Linked DNA regions of Sus scrofa: all the other regions are linked to region 1. The links are chromatin contacts, called in public HiChIP or PLAC-seq maps. All regions are on one chromosome and are shown on one strand. Each heading gives the region's core, a stretch centred on a gene start, on an enhancer-like site or on the middle of the called end of the contact. The rest is flanking DNA. Distances are from core to core; before and after follow the strand shown.

Evidence for each region. HiChIP or PLAC-seq counts read pairs in DNA pulled down with a chosen protein or histone mark.
Region 2: a contact with region 1 is called in an H3K27ac HiChIP or PLAC-seq map of alveolar macrophages. The contact joins two enhancer-like sites. A contact is called at or near these places in 1 of 47 Hi-C or Micro-C datasets (alveolar macrophages) and 1 of 2 datasets of contacts at active chromatin or transcription factors (alveolar macrophages).
Region 3: a contact with region 1 is called in an H3K27ac HiChIP or PLAC-seq map of alveolar macrophages. The contact joins two enhancer-like sites. A contact is called at or near these places in 2 of 47 Hi-C or Micro-C datasets (alveolar macrophages and embryonic fibroblasts) and 1 of 2 datasets of contacts at active chromatin or transcription factors (alveolar macrophages).
Region 4: an H3K27ac HiChIP or PLAC-seq map of alveolar macrophages shows a contact between it and region 1. The contact joins two enhancer-like sites. A contact is called at or near these places in 1 of 47 Hi-C or Micro-C datasets (embryonic fibroblasts) and 1 of 2 datasets of contacts at active chromatin or transcription factors (alveolar macrophages).

The regions. Positions count from the first base shown.
Region 1 is chr14:2,683,246-2,685,945 of Sscrofa11.1, forward strand. No RefSeq gene overlaps it. Among named protein-coding and RNA genes, the nearest start is that of NFIL3, 81 kb to the left of the region's middle. Within about 2 kb of position 1,381, at least 14 of the 83 cell types and tissues checked have an H3K27ac peak or open chromatin away from gene starts, as enhancers often do. A contact at or near this core is called in alveolar macrophages, where this site is marked.
Region 2 is chr14:2,276,276-2,278,975 of Sscrofa11.1, forward strand. No RefSeq gene overlaps it. Among named protein-coding and RNA genes, the nearest start is that of SYK, 170 kb to the left of the region's middle. Within about 2 kb of position 1,281, at least 12 of the 83 cell types and tissues checked have an H3K27ac peak or open chromatin away from gene starts, as enhancers often do. A contact at or near this core is called in alveolar macrophages, where this site is marked.
Region 3 is chr14:2,257,492-2,260,333 of Sscrofa11.1, forward strand. No RefSeq gene overlaps it. Among named protein-coding and RNA genes, the nearest start is that of SYK, 160 kb to the left of the region's middle. Within about 2 kb of position 1,405, at least 35 of the 83 cell types and tissues checked have an H3K27ac peak or open chromatin away from gene starts, as enhancers often do. A contact at or near this core is called in alveolar macrophages, where this site is marked.
Region 4 is chr14:2,384,882-2,387,581 of Sscrofa11.1, forward strand. No RefSeq gene overlaps it. Among named protein-coding and RNA genes, the nearest start is that of AUH, 160 kb to the right of the region's middle. Within about 2 kb of position 1,375, at least 32 of the 83 cell types and tissues checked have an H3K27ac peak or open chromatin away from gene starts, as enhancers often do. A contact at or near this core is called in alveolar macrophages, where this site is marked.

The DNA of each region.
Region 1 (2,700 bases), core at 131-2,630:
CACTTGGCACATACTGTTTCATCAATAGTTTTTGGGAAAATGAATGCTGTAAAGAATAGCATGCTTGTGTCCAAGACCTGGGATCAATGTCCTGCTTTGCTATTTGCAGGTGTGTGTTTTTGCTGAGCTAGTTTAATTTCCCTAACTTCAGTCCTCTTGTCCATAAAATGGAGATAATGATAAATTTCCTTTCTTACTCTAGTGAGGATTAGCATCAAAATAAGAGAGTTCATGTCAAACTCAGAAGTCTTATCCAAATATAAGCTTTTATTTTCCCTTAGGCAGCACCTGCAACACATGGACTTTCCCAGGGTAGAGAACAAATCAGTGCTGTAGCTTTTGGAAACTCTTGAGTCTTTTGTTTTTTCGTTGTTTTGTTTTGTTTTGTTTTGTTTTTTTGTCTTCATGGGGCCATACCCTCAGCATACAGAAGTTTCCAGGCTAAGGGTTAAATCGGAGCTGCATCTGAGGCCTGTGCCTCAACTACAGCAACAGCAACCTCGGATCCGAGCCTCACCAGTGACCTACACCACAGCTTTCGGCAACGCTGGATCCCTAACTCACTGAGCAAGGCCAGGGATTGAACCCTCATCCTCATGGCTACTAGTCAGGTTTGTAACCCACTGAGCCACAATGGGAACTCCAACGCTGGGTCCTTTAACCCACTGACCAAGGCCAGGGGTGGAACCTGCATCCTCACAAAGACAATGTCAGGTCCTTAACCTACTGAGCCACAATAGGAACTCCCAGATACAAGATTTTCAAAAAGGAAAAGAGAAAATAAGAAGAAAAAGAACAGCCAAAATTTGCGTAACTTATACAAGGTGATGGGCACTGTTCATTTCATCCCTGTAGCCATTTCTGAACAGAGGCTACATCATTTGCCCGGGACATGGACATCAAGCTAGGATGCACCAGGCCGTTTGGATCCAGAGTATGCATGCTTAAACGCCCACTACGGTAATAATGATTAACGCTAATACTGACTGCAAGTTTTCTATATGCTGAACTCCACAAGGAGCATTTTATAAATATTCTTCTGTCCTATATTCTCGGCAGCTCTACCAGTGCACCCATTGAGCAGATGAGAAAACGGAGAAAGTGAGGTGTTGTCACTCAACCATGGGATGAGGCTGCTGTCCTGACCCAAGGCCCATACACAGAGCCCACGTTAAGCTGGGGAGGGGACACAGGAGGGTTGAACACGAGGGCCACAGCACCCAGGCCTGAGGATCCACGGAGGAAGCTGAGTTAGGGGTCAAGGATGACGCTGACCATGAGGCAGCTTTGACGCTAAACTCAAAGCCTTTGATGGTTTTCGAGCCTCTGCGGGAAAAGGAGGATGTGAAACAAAGGGCTAAAGCTGAGGATTGTTGGGAAATAAGTGGGCTGGCAAGTTCCTCTTGAGTTTAGAGGAAGAGCCTTAGGCAGTCAGGCAGAGCCAGGGAAGGTTCGGAAGCGCCAGGCTGTAAATGGGGTCCCCTGGGAACGTCTCTCATCTGTAAAGAGCCCATGCTTCTCTTTCCTCACGTTGGGTTAACATTCTGATGTGCTCAGTGGGGTGTTCGTGACAGATTGAGGTTAGGAGTTTTTGGTGGGAATACCACAGACGTAAAATGCTGAGCTGGTCTCAGCTCATCAGATCAGAGGCGCCTGAAGTCAGTCTGTCCCACTATTGCTGCAGTTGACTTTGATCGCCCAGTGAAGGTGGGGTGGGCCAGGCCTCCCTGCTCTGAAGCTACTGTTTTCTCCTTTGTAATCAACAAGCATTTGGTGGGGGAGTTTCCATCGTGGCTCGGTGGTCATGAACCATGCGGGTCTGGTCCCTGGCCTTGCTCAGTGGCTTAAGGATCCGGCTTTGCTGTGAGCTGTGGTGTAGGTCACAGACACAGCTCAGACGCCAAGTTGCTGTGGCTGTAGCCGAGGCTGGCAGCCACAGCTCCTATTCGACCCCTAGCCTGAGAAATTCCATATGCTGTGGGCACGGCCCTAAAGAGACAGAAAAAAAAAAACAAACATGGGAAAGTGTGTCAAGATGATGGATTTAATCCTGTTCGCTCATCACACTCGCATTCACTAGTTCTTGCGTTGATTGGTGGTTGTCTGGATCCATTATTACCGTGGTCATTGCCGAAAGGTGACTTTTTAATTCATTCATTCTTTTTTTTTTTTTTTGTCTTTTGTCTTTTGTCTTGTTGTTGTTGTTGTTGTTGTTGCTATTTCTTGGGCCGCTCCCGCGGCATATGGAGGTTGCCAGGCTAGGGGTCTAATCGGAGCTGTAGCCACCGGCCTACGCCAGAGCCACAGCAACACGGGATCCGAGCTGCGTCTGCAACCCACACCACAGCTCACGGCAACGCCGGATCGTTAACCCACTGAGCAAGGGCAGGGACCGAACCCGCAACCTCATGGTTCCTAGTCAGATTCGTTAACCACTACGCCACGACGGGAACTCCCATTCATTCTTTAAACCCAGACTGAGGGACATTTTACAAATAACTGGCTTATATTCCTCAAAACTATCAATCTTGTGAAAAACTGAGAATGATTTCAGATTAAAGGAGACTGAAGGGACAAGATAACTAAACGCCATGTGTGACCTGGACCAGGAGACTTTTATCCTTTTGTGCTAAAGAACATTATTGGGACAGCTGGTTAAATTTGAATAAGGGTGAGAGATTCAGTCATATTATATCAATG
Region 2 (2,700 bases), core at 31-2,530, 410 kb before region 1:
AAGGAGCAAGGTGAGGGAGAGGTCAATGGGAACAAGGCTTGGTGGCACATTTCTTTTTAATGCTGATTATCTAGTTGTAACACAGTTTATTTAACCTGAAAGACATCTCAGTTGCTTCCAAGTTTGGACAGTGATAAATATAGTTATGTTATATTGCTATAAACATCTATGTGCAGCTTTTTGTGTAGAAAGAAGTTTTCAACTTCTTTGGCTAAATACTGAGGAGTGTTATGACTGGATCATATGGTAAGAGTATATTTAATTTTGTAAGAAACTGCCCAACTATTTTCCAAAAAGGCTGCACCATTTTGCATTCCCACAAGTAAGGGATAAGAGTTCCTGTTGGAGGAGTTCCCCTCATGGTGCAATGGAAATGAATCCGACTAGGAAGCATGAGGTTGCAGGTTCGATCCCTGGCCTCCATCACTGGGTTAAGGATCTGGTGTTGCTGTGAGCTGTGGTGTAGGTCACAGATGCAGCTCAGATCTGGCATTGCTATGGCTGTAGTGCAGGCTTGCAGCTGTAGCTCCAGTTCAACCCCTAGCCTGGGAATCTCCCTATGCCGCAGGTGTGGCCCTAAAAAGATTTAAAAAAAAAAAAAAAAAGAGTTCCTGTTAGAAACAAAAAGAATTTTTTTTTTTTTTTTTTTTAGGTTCAAATTACCATCAGGAGAAAAACAGTGAGCTGAGCGGCAGGGTCATTCTGATAGGGCTTTTAAAGCATTTTAAATTCCAGAGATGAAGTGGGCCAGGGAGGCTCAGAGAATTTTCAGGTTATTTTTTGTTGTTGTTCACCTATGAGCCTCTTGCAAAACTAAAAATGAATAATAAACAGATGAGAAAAGTTCTGCTCCCAACAGTAATGAAAGAAACACAAGTTGAAAAACAATGAGACAGCATTTCTCAACTCTTAGATCAGCAAAGAGTAAAAAATGATAACATTTGGGCTTTTCAGGGACAAAAAAAAGCTGATGGTATGATAAAAATGTTATAAGATTCTTAGGAAAAAAAAAAAAAAGGTGGCAAAACCCAATAACTCCCTTCGTTAAGACATGTATCCTAAATAAGTCATCCACTTGTACGGGGGTGGGGGGGAGCTATTAAAATTGCCTGCACACATCCTGCTCTCTTCTCCTTTGGGCTCGTCAAAGGTTACAAACCACCTCCTTGGCTGGGAGCCAAGGCTGTGAACGGAAGTGATGAGTTTCACTTCCCTGCTCAACGCAGAAGGCCAGGGGGAGCTCCCCATTCACTTTGTGCCCTGCCGAACCCTGGAAGGCTGGTGGCAGTGCTGGTGTTGCTTTTGCCTCTAGGACAGAGTGACTTTGTGGAATGGAGCTCCTGGCCAGCCTTGGTTCCATTTAAAAGTGAACAAGAAACAACATTTTGCTACCTTAAGCCACTGAGATTTTGAGGTTATTGTTAACTCAAGCCTAGATGGTCCTGACATCTAAAAACTTGTATCAAATGAGATTCCTCGTAGCTTTACATTATAATAGTATAATTTTAGCCACAACTTAAATGTCAGAAAATACATAGAGTACAGACTTGTGGTTGTCAAGGGGAAGGAGAAGCTGGGGAGGGATGGCTTGGGAGTTTGGGGTTAGCAGAGGCAAATTGTTATATACAGGATGGATGAAAAACAGGGTCCAACTACATAGCACAGGGAAGCATATTCAGTATCCTGTGATAGACCATAATGGGAAAGAATATGAGAAAGTATATATATACATACATATATATAACTGAATCACTTTGCTCCACAGCAGAAAGTAACACATTGTAAATCAACCATACCTCAATAAAATAATTTTTAAAAATACAAGATGGCCAAATACATGATGACCAGTGGTCCAGTATAATACTATAAAAAATATTCTATGATGCACAAAACTGGTATGTTGAGGGTCTGGGAGCCATAGGAAGAGTCTCACAATGAAATGCTGAGGAAATAAGGCAGAATATTAAACTACCCATACAGTATGCTGACACTTTTGTTTAAAACTGTTGATATAAATGCAGAGGAACAAATAAAAGACAAATATCACAACGTTAGTAGTGATCATGACAGTGAAATAACACAAAATTAATGTCCGAAACCTAAGGTTGGCCATCCAAAGGGAGCATTGAGGGCGAGCTAAAAGATGTTATTGCGTAGAACATGGAAAAGATAAGTAAGAACTCTTTTCCAAAACCGCAAGAGCAGTAAGTGGGAATCAGTAATGACTGGTTATAAGAAGAACTGTTTCATTGAGCAAGCAGACCCACTACTTGTGAAATCATTTTATGGGGCATAGTGCCAACTTACTCCTCTTTTTTTTGTTTTCTTAATTTCCACTGGCAATTATCCAAATCTCAGGTTATAGGCTTGTCAGTTATAGCTGAGGAAGAAAAACAGGCCACATGACTACTAAAACATGCAAGTGGGTGTCAGAAAATATTCTCATGGCCTCTAAATTAAAGTCAAGTCTTGACTTGGCTGTACAGCAGAAATTGACACAACATTGAACATCGGACACACTTGAAACATTTTTGAAAAGTAAAAATTAAATCTCAGAGGAGAAAAAAAGTCAAGTCTTGAGGTATGGATTAACAGCATGGACCACTTGGTTTTGTCTTCCCCAGAGATTTGAAAACGATGCCAAAGTCTGACTGTCCAGCAACATCATGTCCTTGGGAAGGGGTGGGCTTACCGAGGCAA
Region 3 (2,842 bases), core at 155-2,654, 430 kb before region 1:
GAAATTCACAAAAAAGGGGAGCAGTGGGCCAGGAGGGTACTAGCACAGGACAGCAGTTTGTCCCTCAAGGCACAGCTGCCTGCCTTACAGGCATCACCTCCACCAAGAGGCTGCTTGACCCCAGAGGGTGAGTGACAATGCTTGTCTGACAAGGGAGAGCAGACTTTTGACACCTGGCTGTGTTCTAGAAGCATGGCCAGGGCTCCTTGCTTTTCCAAAGCGGTCCTCCAATGGTCAAGCTCCCACTGAGCTCTCACAACACAGCATCCTTCTCCCGGGTCTTCTCTGCACGCTCCCCACCCACAGAGGCCCTCTCCCAGGGGAGGCAGCAGCAGGCTGCCTTCTTGCACTCCTCTCCCGCAGAAGGACACTTGGGGGCAGTCATTCAACACTGCACACACTTCATCCCCTGCGAGGCTCCTGCTCACCCAAGAACCAAGAACGCAGCCTTCATCTGGGGTGTCCCGGACGCTCTGTGACAGTCTAATCAGCAAACAAGACTACAGGTGATGGTGCTGGCACTTGGCCACATGGTCCAGCCCCACCAGCCTGCAGTCCACCCACTTGGGCCGGACGAAGAAGCTGGACAGCGCCACTCGCAGGACTTGTAAATACAGCCCCTGCTCTCACGCTCAGCAAGTGGGAAGAGGGAACAGGTTCAGAGAATACTGTTTTCAGTGGATTTAGAGAAACACACCTAGACACAATGTCATTTCCTTGTCATTCTTCCTCTCGTTCTCTTAATAACCCTGACGTTCCCTGCAGGCATGCAGGGAACCCTTCATCTCAGTGAAGGAGACATGTAAGGTCTCTACGTCACACAAGCATTGGGTCTTAAGCAAATGAGGAGAGGGACATAAAACAGACTGAAATTACAGGCTGGGTACGTTTCTGCCAGAGTCTTCCCTGGAGTTTGGGACTCTTGGTCCTTCTCCACTGCGTTACCCCCCATCATGGCATTTTAATGGATATAGGAACAACACCCCACAGCAGTCTGGTATCTCAGGATGAAAACATTCAGAAACAGGCAATACGCTTACACACAACAAGTTCAAGAAAGGGGGGGGGGGGCGGCTAATAAATGAACAGAAGTTCAAAGGAAGCTGAGTGATGTAAGACGTTTGGCGATGACTCACACGTGGGGCATTCAAGCCGGACTTTCGCAAACAAGGGGGTGGCGGGCAGAGTCAGCAAGCACAGCCATGAAGTCCATCAGCCCAGCCTCGGGAGGGACGGGGGTGCTGCAGAGCTGGGACCCAGGGCTTGCTTGCCAACAAAATGACCCCACGCCTGCTCTGTTATTTCTGTATTTCTGAGTGGCAGCAACCCCCACAGGAAGGCGCTCCGTTCACCACCGCAGTGCACCCCCACACGAGTCCCAGCTGAGGTCCTCCTCACAGGGGCAAAGGCAGTCCTGTAAAAGAGAAACGGGATCTGATTGAAGCTTAACGTGATTCTTCATTGTCACGACAAAAGTATCTTCAGATCCACGCGCAAATGACAGCCCGAAAGGAAAAGATGTGAGCCTGTGTTGTATGTGTGAGAGCGTAAGAGGGTGTACGTGTGTGTGTGCATGTACTTAGGGCAAAAGACACACACCCACAGTCTCCAGAGGATTACAAAAAGTCCTCTGTACTAAAGAATTTCAGACCGGTTTGATGATTCATTTAGGGGAACTGCTGACAGCTCATGAAGGAAAAGAGTTTGTGCACATGTGCGCTGTCCAGTGCTCACTAAGTTGTGTCCCTAGCAGGGGAGGTCCACCGCCTTCAGGCTTCGTTGAAAAGGAGAAGCTGAAAATCAGATGCATACACGAGCGTGTGATCTGACAGATCAGATGTTGGAGGAAACACTTGAGAACCGACGTGGTTCAAGGAGAGCAAATATTTACAGGAGTCAGGGCAGCTTTCTACTTCCTCTGCCCCCTTCTTCTGGAATCTTCTCCCTCCCTGGTTGCTGGGGGTCCGCCTTCTTTCCCAGGTCTCCCCTGGGTGTGGGATGCAGTGATGGACGGGGGTACCAGCCCCTCTGGCTTGCTGGGGCTTCTCCTCTGTTAACTGTGATGCTTTGGGCAGATGTTGACGAGCTCATGGAGCACCTGCGAAAATGTGGGGAGCCCAAGTGTCAGGCACCATCAGGACAATGAAAGAATGGCACCCTCCCCTCGCAGAGTGGTCCTGTGCCTATAAGGCCAGATCCTGCCCACCCAGGGCAGCCATCACTGACACACACACTCACACACATTAGCACAAACACATGCCCACCCTCGCACCACCATATACACTCACAAACATCCAAACACACCTGCTCACATATGACTCCCAGGCAAACACTCACACCCACGTACATACACTCACAACATCATACACACAAAAATGCATGCATATACACTCTCACTGGCACACAATCACACACTCACCCCTACACACACACATGTATACACATGCTAACATATCGCTTCACACACACATGTGCACACACACACACTTACACATACCCACATACATTCATACAAACATACACATACTTGGGTCCTAGGTGAGACCACCCCATGCCCCACACTACCCCATGCCCCAAGTCTAGCTGTCTTGGGTCAGCACAGACCTAAGACCCAGAGTCCCCTACTCTCTGGAACATAAAGTACCTCTGACATCTGTCTGGGGGGACTTGGGCCAGCCCAGTGGCAGGTTGCTACACTGTCACAAAGTGCCCCGTGGGCTGGCCCTAATACCCTCCAGAAGGGTCCAGGCTGTCAGGCTGCCCAGGGTCACACATCCCTCTTCTCATGAACAGGAGTTGTATGCCACCGCTTTCTTCCTGTCATGTCAGGGTACACAGAGTC
Region 4 (2,700 bases), core at 125-2,624, 300 kb before region 1:
CCACACGGAGGACATGTGATCCAGCAAGGCCGAGTAGAGACCTCTCTTGGGAGGTTTTTTGGTTTTGTTTTGTTTTTGCTTTTTAGGGCCTCATCTGCGGCATATGGAGGTTCCCGGGCAAGGGGTTGAATCAGAGCTGTAGCTGCCGGCCTACACCACAGCCACAGCAACGCCAGATCCAAGCCTCATCTCAGCGCATGGCACAGCTGGATCCTTAACCCACTGAGCAAGGCCAGGGATTGAACCCTCAACCTCATCGTTCCTAGCTGGATTGTTTCCACTGCGCCATGTCGGGAACTCATTTCTTTTTCTTCCTTCCTTTCTTTCTTTCTTTCTTTCTTTCTTTCTTCCTTCCTTCCTTCCTTCCTTCCTTCCTTCCTTCCTTCCTTCCTTCATTCCTTTCTTTCTTTTCTTTTCTTTCTTTCTTTCTTTTGACTTAGAACTGAGTGAAGTTTCCTATCCTCCCTGGTGCTGAGGCAGGCAGCTGGGATCTGCCATCAGATGAAGCCAGGCCCTAGGATCAGGCTCAGAGGATGAAGCCACATGGCAGAGAACATGTTATGAGAAATGGAGTGTTGTCCCTACAGCCCTGGGCCCCTGGTTCCTGGGGGCCCTGTGAATGCTGCTCCCCTGTCCTGTCAGAGTTCCACACTGAGAGTCACGAAACTCCCTTGTGCCCAAACCGCTTTGGTTGATTTCCTGCCACCCACCCCGAAGAGCCCTAACACACCAAGCATCTCAGACCATCCTCAACTAAGATTTGAAAATCTTGAATAAAATGCAAACCTTTTCAGTTGCAGGCAATCAATAACAACCATCATGGGAACTCTCTAACATGCTTGGGGATGTGAGAGGCAGAGCTCTTTGACCCAAAAATGTTTAATAAAAGTAACATATGTTCAATCTTTAGCTCACAAGATGGGTCATCGCAAAATAGATCTGAGATTTTTCACATCAAATTAGAATATGCAAAGGTAAAATTAAAATGCAATAGCAGAGTGTTCATGCATGAGCCCATCTCATGAAATTCCCGCTCTGAACAAAAATCCCAAGTAGGTTTCTCTATTTTACCCAGTGGCAATAAAAAAGCTGTTAATCATGTACCCATTAAGAAGCTAAAATGCATTTGGTTATTTCTGAAGCACATTATCTTGAAGCTCTGTTTCAATCTTCCATAGTTGTGTGATGAGAGTTATGTCACAAAGTTAATCATTCCCAGGATGCTTGCATTTGGGGAAATGAAAAACCTCTTATGCAAGCAGTCATTAATCAGTCCTATTGCATAATGTGTTTTGAAGCACGTGTCAGGGGATCAGAGCCCACGGCTGCATGATGCAGGGCAGGGTTCTTGCCTCCTATTGCCCTTTGCTGAAGCAGAACTGGAACCACGTGATGTGTGCTTCCTGCCAACAGTCCCTTTTTGCCAACAATTAAGTTGGACGATATGGAGAAACAGAAATTTCAGTTCCTTTGGAGTTCTACAAAGAAGACTCTTTGAAGTCCCTGGTTTCTGGCACAGCGTTGTGGCTGGCTGGGACGTGTTACGCTTGATCATCGTCAAAACTACCCATTAAAACTGAAATCAAAAAGTTTGCTCAAGTGGTTCCTGGCATTTGTGTTAGAAACAATAGGCAGAACCCCACCATCAGATTATTTGATACATAAAAAAAGGAAAAGGTCAAAGACGCCCGAAGCCAAAGACAGACGCATCACACACGAAAACTCAATGCATCATGTTTGATGTTCTTGAGCAATAATGTTAGCAAGAAACTATTACTTAAGCTTGCCAGTGTTATCCAACAAGAACAGTTGCGAAATACCCAAGACAAATAGGCTGTAATTGTTACATGAATAAAGAGTCTGTGTAGCATAAACTGTTTTTGGTAATATCAACACAGACTCCAGTGGAGCGTATCGGTGATTAGCCATGTTCGCAACAATGGCCACTGTGTTTGAGCTCTGAGCGTTGCCATTGCCAGTGGGGGGGGAGGACTCTGGAATATCTACCCATTGTTCTCAACAACACCTTCCCTGAAAACTTCCTCTGAAATGTAACAGGGCCAATGAGACATTCTGGTAACCAACTAGAATCTATCTGGTCCCTTAAGCTATATTGGAAATAATCAATCATCAAACTTCATTCTGATTATTTTCATTTTACTTTTTTCTCTTTTTTCATCTTCCATCACGAGCTGACTCTTACTATATTTGAAATCCTGCCCAAAGATCTGACAAGTTAAAGTTAATAAACTGTTTTGTCGTCATAGTCTTCATGTCCAACAATGGGACATGAATTTAACACCAGGGAAGAAAAATTTGTACTTCTTCTACAACATAAAAGCATTTATAAAGGCTAGGATTTTGATAATTAACTTTTGATTTTTACTTTGGGAACTCAGCATTTATGGATTGATTTGCTTTGAACTATGGCTATGGCGCTCAGTTTAACCCCTGAAATTCTCCACAGACCAAGCCAATCTCATGACCACGCAGGTGCAGCCTCAGCTGGAGCAGGAAATTTCTGTTCCCGGGGTTCCTCTTCAGGGCAATATTTGAAAGATAACACAGCAGTAAACCCTATCTTTTTGACTGCAAATACATTTTACATTTTGATTGCAATTATTTTGTCCTGTAATAATAATAATATATTAATAATATTAATATCAATACTTAATGATTAATATATTATACTGTTCTCTT